Linked DNA regions of Pelodiscus sinensis: region 2 is linked to region 1. The links are chromatin contacts, called in public Hi-C maps. All regions are on one chromosome and are shown on one strand. The core of a region is the stretch at or near the end of the contact, and the rest is flanking DNA. Distances in the headings are between cores, read along the strand shown. Region 1 holds the start of CCT4 (chaperonin containing TCP1 subunit 4). Region 2 holds the start of APLF (aprataxin and PNKP like factor).

Evidence for each region. Hi-C and Micro-C count contacts between places; a contact is called where the count stands out from the background.
Region 2: a contact with region 1 is called in a Hi-C map of blood, with 4 times the contacts expected there. The contact joins the promoter of APLF here to the promoter of CCT4 in region 1. A contact is called at or near these places in 2 of 5 Hi-C or Micro-C datasets (blood and liver).

What each region holds. Positions count from the first base shown.
Region 1 is chr3:180,786,399-180,789,847 of ASM4963464v1, forward strand. It overlaps CCT4 (chaperonin containing TCP1 subunit 4), which reads right to left and starts at 1,777. Exons shown (of 14, transcript XM_075925552.1): 1 at 1,494-1,777; 2 at 309-361. The coding sequence starts at 1,614.
Region 2 is chr3:181,609,357-181,612,962 of ASM4963464v1, forward strand. It overlaps APLF (aprataxin and PNKP like factor), which reads right to left and starts at 1,905. Exons shown (of 11, transcript XM_006114108.4): 1 at 1,666-1,905. The coding sequence starts at 1,758. It overlaps FBXO48 (F-box protein 48), which reads left to right and starts at 1,963. Exons shown (of 3, transcript XM_006114107.4): 1 at 1,963-2,110; 2 at 3,552-3,606. The coding sequence starts at 3,587.

The sequences.
Region 1 (3,449 bases), core at 527-3,026:
TGGCCATGAAGGCAGGAGATTGGACTTGATCTCTCAAAGTCCCTTCCAGTTCTAGTATTCTATGATTCTATGTTAAAGAGTCATAAACTACCCGATATTTCCTTTAAACCAAAGGGAATATTAGTACTAAAGTTTCAATGTATTATCTTTTCCAACAATAATCATGTGCACGTAACTAGAAGTTACACCTTTGTGATTAGCAAATTAAAAAACCCAAAAGAAAACTATTCTTATAAGAAAACTTTGAAATTTGTTTACGTATTTATAATATGTTTTTAAAATATTCAAGCACTTATCTCAAAGCTTACCATTTTATCCATTCCTTTTGGTCCAAGACTTGTTCTAATAGCATCAGCAACCGCTGAAGGAGGAGTAAAAATGAAATTATTTTATGCAATTAGTTACTAACATTCAACTTTACAAGTTTTTGTATATTTTATTAGCATCTAAATTAATACTGCAAGTCTGAACATAGTTTTTTCTGTATAGAAAAGGACAGAAAACTTTAAATGGCTCCCACACAAGTTTGTCTGCATCACTATTTAATAATCTTATCAAGGACAAATTTACTGATATAGCATAAAAAATTTTAAGAAAAATAAAGTGCATGGCTTTCATGGCTAATTCTAACACCAGGAATATGTTAAAGACAATCAATAGCTGATTATGTGAATGAAGTATTTTCAAATCCAATGAGGTATTAATGGTATTATAAGCCACACAGATTTAAAAATGCTGAGTGGTTTCACTGGTCTCATAGTGAATTTCAATTAAGGATGTAAAAAGTAAACCCTGTTACTTGGTAATTAGCCACACCCACGTTTACCTGGGAAACAGTTAACTGGTTGGAGCAGACCTGCCACCTGCAGCAGACTGTCTTAATCCCAATTAAAAAGTTAACCCTTTCACTATATAATTTTAAAGTGTTATTTACATTTCAAATTTCAATGCCTTCTGCCCCGGTAAAATGATCAGGCCTTATGACAACTGCCAATTACAGTCCCTTCCCCACCAGATTTTGGTCTTAGCACCATAACAGTTACTACATTAAAAAAAAAAACCTAGAAAAAATGGGGGGGGGGGGGAGGGTTTGCAGAGAACACTCTCTCCCCTGCAGACAAGGCCCATGCGGTGTTAGCTAAAAGGAAGAAACGTCTCCAGCAGCGGCTGTAGCTGATGCAGTGATGGAGCCTGGGGGGACGACTGTCTAGAATTCACCCTCCACGAAGGCGTCCGGCCCGCTGGTGGGGTGGGGTGGGGTGGGGGCAGGGTCTGTGTGTGTGATGGAGTCTTCACCCCCCACGACTATGGGACTGAAGGGAGGGGGGGTCACTGTAGGAAGAAGCCGCCGCCTCGCGCTTCCCCGCACAACGGCAGGAGGAACAGGACCGCGGGCGAGACAGAGGCCGCCACCGATCCCCCGACCCCCCCCCCCCTTCCGCCCTGACAGAGATTTTTTTTTCGGTCCCTTTCATCAGTCGGGCCGGGCGCACCTTTGCCGGCAGAGATGTTGCTGAAGCGGATTTGCGCCGGCTTGTCCCGGTCCTGGTAGGCGCTTCTTTTACGGCCTCCGTTGCCACCCGGGAGGGCTCTGGGCCCCGCGTTCTCCGGCATGTCGGTTCCCCGGCGCCTCGCTGCGTCTAAGTCCCGGATGGAGACGGATGAACCGGGCCGGCCCGCGCTAACGATCCCCGCCGCGAAGCTTCCAGAACGCACCGCCTCAGCCTGCGCCTCCCGGCCCGTCAGAGCCACCCGCAGGCGAAAGGGGAGGAACGAACTGACGCCGCGAGTGACGTCATTAGGGCCGCGCTCGCCGGCCGATAGGCCGGGGACAACGGTCTGCGCGAGGCGGGGCCGGCGCGGCCATCTTGCGAGGCGGGGCTTTGTCCGCTATGGGAAGTGCTGAGCGCGCGGGTGTCCTGAGCCGGCTGGCAGCGCGGCTCGTGCAGAGTGTGCGCGGCGGGAGGGGAATCTCTCAGGAGCGAACGGCCCGACTCCGATGGGTCCCTGAGCGGCTGGAACGGTCTGCGCGGAGTGCCCGGGGCGGGGCGGGAGGGATGAGCTGGGGGGCGGACCGGCCCGCTCTGAGGCGGTGCAAGTGCTCTCAGGCGCCCGCTCGCAGCGCCCCACTTTCCCGGGAGCAGCAGCAGCTTGGGGTGGGGTCTCGCCCCCAGGCTCGCTGAGCAGACTGCGGCTCTCTTGTCCGCGCAATGCTGCGCTCGCACCTTTCCCTAGCGTCGGCAGAGCTGGGCAGCGGTTCGATATCGTGTTGCCAACTTTTCCCAGGCCAGCGCTAAAAATTTCTCAAATCTGATGAAAAATTCCCATATTAATTGTATATGTTATAAAGGCTATTTTATGTATAGTTAATTCATTTGTTTTATATATATATATATATATAATTAACTCGAAATATATGACAATAATTTAGATGATTTTATGATGCTCTTTATAATTAAAAATATAATGTTATTAAAGCTGAACTTTTCATCCAAAAATAATTATTTTTATATATCCAAATATCCTTAATTACTTCATGGATGGTATTTCATAAAATGAAAGAATAATAAAACATTTTAATTATTTTACTCAAGGTAAAATCAGTACAGTATACACTTCAGAATACATTTCAGTTATATATGATAAATAAAGGAACACTTCAAATATAAAAGATTTTCGTTTCATATAAAATGAATAGAATATTTAATACATAATACTTAACTATCACGATGAGTTTTACTCATCAGATGAGTCATGACTCGACTCCTCACTAGAAATGTCATCACCATTAATATTTTTATCAGTCTGACTGCCAGTTTTTCTGGCATATCCATATTTGTACATACAGTAAAACTCCAATAGTCCGGCATCCAATTGTACGGCACTCCTGATAATCCGGCATCAAAATGGCAAGAGCCTAGTGAGTGAGCTTCAGCAGAAAACTCCTCAAGGAAGCAGCTGAACCGAGTGAAAAGGGTTAAAAAAACTAAAACATTACAGTATATTATATACAGTATGCACAATAAAAAGGGTTAAAACACTTTATATACAGTATATACTGTATACAGCAGTGGTCCCCAACGCAGTGCCCGCGGGCGCCATGGCGCCCGCCGAGGCATTTCTGTGTGCCCGCCGACAACCTGGGTCGGCCCATCCCCGGCGTGCGGCGCACTGGAGGCGCCGGCCCCAGGCGAGCGACACGCACCGGCACCTGGTGCGTGGCGCTCGGGCGGCTCCAGCCCCGGGGCACATCCGGGCCCACGGCACAAGGCGCTCGGGCGGCACCGGCCCTGGGGCACATGCCGGCGCCCAGTGCAAGGGCATCCCTACCCCTGGTGTGCCCCAGGATGCGCGGCTCCGCCCCCGGGCACCCAGCGCGAGTGGCCCCGCCCCCGGGCGCCAGGGAGCCTCTAAAGGTTGGGGACCACTGGTATACAGTGTCTGTGTGT
Region 2 (3,606 bases), core at 655-3,154, 820 kb after region 1:
ACATGCAGGAGGCATCCCAATTTCACCCACACATCAGAACAGCTAGATAGCCAGGAATCCAGCATGCCAGGTCAACAACACGCAGGGCCTTGCCCAGTGAAACTAGAACCACTGCGGAAGCATGCATGTGAGGCAGGGTTGCTCACTAACTGCCTCTAGGGCAGGGCCTCCCCTCCGCATTAGGCTGGGATTAAGGATGAAATATCAGGGCAGCATCAGGTACTACCACAGGTAGTCAGTGCCCTGACAGCATGGCAGTTGATGATGGCACCAGCCTATGATTTTACTCCCATTGCAGATGGCTGATCCTGGCCAAACAGTGAGAGCTGCAATCATCAGTATCTGCAGCCATGTAGGCAAATATAGTGGTGGGAGCCCACCAGGAGCTAAACCTGGTAGACTGATATTTGCAGACCCCTCACCTAGAGGATTCCTGGAAGGGCTATAAAACCTCATTTAATATGTTAATCCATTTAGCTATATGTTTAACTGGTTATCCAGTCCACCATGTTGCACCACTGCCAGGCTTAAGCACCCCTTTCCCGTGGTGTGCTGTGGATGGGGTGGGGGGCTGCTCTAGCCAAGCACCAGTCAGCCAGTTACCCCTTTATATCCCTAGTTCCTGGCACCTGTAATATCCAGGACATTCTGAGGGAAAGAGATAGTGGCATGCAAGCAACCCTATACAAGCCTGGACTGAGGCATCCGGCTGTTTCTCCCTCTGGATCCCTGACCTCGAACTACGGGGGAACAGGGAGGAGGATGTAAATATCTGGGAAGGGGCTGTGGGTGTCTGGGAAACAACTGGGAAAGGGGGCAGAGAAACCCCTATGAAACAATTCATGATTGAATACTTGACACCTGGGGGAAGGAAAAGATAGTGTATGTATTGTTACAATCAGACATATTTGCTGGCATAGGCATCTGATGCCTGAGAGGGGAAGGGGTGCAGAAAGGAAGCACCCCATTTAACCATCAAAATTTTGGCAGAGGTATGGGGAGCAGGGCAGTGAACCTCTTGGGTGTTACCACAACTTTCCTATGCTTGGTGACAAGTATTTTGAAATTAAAAAAATACAAAAAATAATCAAAACTGGCATGATTATGTAGTGTTTTGACAAATACAATTTGCAAAATTTTATAGAACTTTAAAATATTTTGCTCTGAAATGTTCCCCGCCCCCCCCACGCGCACAGAATTTAATTTCTTGGCACAGAATGTCTCCAGGAGTAGTTAGACCCCACATTTCATCTCATTTGGAGCAGAATCCAGACAAAGGTGTTGCTACAGAACGGGGCAATGCAAAACAGCACTGCCAACCCGTGCGAGGGATCAGTCTCCTCATGTTTCGAGTGTCTCTTAACGCCCAGCTCCCGGAGTCACGTTAAAAGGGAATCTCAGTTACAGCGGGGATAGGCTTGCAAAGAGGAGGGGGGCTGTGATTCCGCCTTCCCCCGCCAGGGGGTGAAGTCCGAGGACCCAATGGTCCCTTCCGGCCCCAGAAGCCCCCCCGGGATAATGTGAGGGGGATAATCGCTCCCTCACGGGAGAATCACAGCGCCTGGCCCAGCCCGAGGCGGCTCCCCGGCCGGAGACGGGGGGAGAGGGGAGCTGCAGCGGGAGCGGGGGCGGGGACAGGGAGCCCCCCCGAGGAGCCAGACTTACTCCCAACAGGGGGCCTCTTCCCAGCACGGTCTGGCCGGGCGGCAGCGCCAGCGGGCAGCCCCCGTCCGCGGGCGCGAGCTCGAAGCCCGGCATGGGCCCCGCGGGCGGGACAGGGCGCGGCCCCCGCTGCCCCTTTGCACTTTTCTTGAGCCAGGTCGGGAGGCTTCTCGCCCTTCCGCTTCCCTCTGGGGCGGCCAGCTAGCGGGCGCGTCTGGCTACCGCCCTGTGCGTTCAGATCGCCGCCCCGCCCGGAAACGGTAGTTCCCAACTCTCCCCCGCGCCGCCCGGCCGCGCTTCAGCGTCCCCGCAGGCAAACTACAAGTCCCGGCGTGCCCCGCTGCGGCGCATGCGCGGGGTCCTGTTTACCTTGGGAAGGGTGGAAACAAGCCCGTTCGAATGGGGGAGACGTTAAAACCGGCAACGGCGGGCAACGGCGCGGGGCCAGGTAGGGGGCGGACTGCTCCACGCGCCTGGGCCGGGGGCTGCTGCGGGGAGCGCTGGCTCCAGCCACGCCCTGGGCTGGGGAGTTCCGCAGCAGGGCCCAGGCTGGCAGCGGACGCAGGGCACCGTCTAACGCGGGCGGGAGCCACCGGCCCACAGAAAAGCCGCCAGGGCCACCCACACGTGAGCAGCCAATAAAACGAGCCCCTCGCATCACACTCGGCCCCTGGGGGCGGGGGGCTTCCCCCATTCCCCACCCGCGTCTACTCCTCGCCCAGCTCATGGGGGCGGGGGCAGCCTAGCCTGGGCACAGGGCATCGCCCACGGCTCGAGTGATTGCCATGGAGCTGCCCATAGGCACCAGTGTTCAAATCCCCACCTCACCCAGCATCCCAGCAGTGGTCGTCTCCAGCTCTCCTCCATGCCCCCCCGGCTGGCTTCAGTGTCGCCAGATGGAAGCTACAAGTCCCAGAGTGCCCACAGGCGTGGGGCCTATTTTCTTTAGCAAGCCACTGCCCAATAGGCTGTGAACAAGCCCATTCGGGTCGCACCTAGGGGCAGCAACACAGGGCCAGGTAGGGTGCACAAGGCACTCTGTACTTGCTCCACACATTTCCCTATGTGCAGGGGCGGCCTATCCATATAGGCAAATCGCCTAGGGCGCCAAGTTAAATGGGGTACCAAATGGTGACACAATATCGTTGAGGGGTTTGGAGGTGGGGGCACCGATTTGCAAGGTTCGCCTAGGCCGCTCCTGCCTATGTAGAATATGGGACACCGGGGAGGGGGCTGCCAGTGCTCAGAGTTTCAGCCTCACTGTGTGGGTGCAGCCACCAACACTCAGTGCTTCAGCCCTGCAGCGGAGTGGGAAGGGGGGCTGCTGGCACTCAGAACTGCAACCTTGTAGGAGGGGGAGGGGAGGACCACCACCAGCATGCAGAGCTTCAGCCTTGTAGTGGGCGGGGGAGGGAGGAGCAACCACTTGCGCTAGGGGCTTCAGCCCCATAGCTGGGGGAAGCCACTGGCACTCAAGGCGTCAGTGTTGCAGGGGTGGGACAGAAGCCACCAGTGCTCAGGATTCCAGCAGCCAAAGCTCTGACTGCTGGTGGCTCCCCATCCACCCTGCCCCACTGCAGCGATGAAGTTCACCCCCACAACATGCAGAATGGGGAAGGAAGGGGAAGATACCAGGCCCTGAGTGCTGTCAGTTCCTTCTCCCACCCCCTGCAAGGGAAATTTGGGATAATGTGCCCACTTTTTTTTTTTCCTACAAAGTCAGGACTGAAGGAGGCGGCCTTAAATAAGGGACTGTCCCAGTAAAAACAGGACAGATTGTCACCCTATGCTTGCAGCACTTGAACATATATCCTTAAGCATTAGAGTTATCTTGATAAAAGTTAACTGCATGTATAATATAAGTGACCCCTGCACTTCTTCACCCCTAGGATTACTCATGGTGGATGTGTGGAGACCATAAATTATGCAGAAAACCTCAAAGAA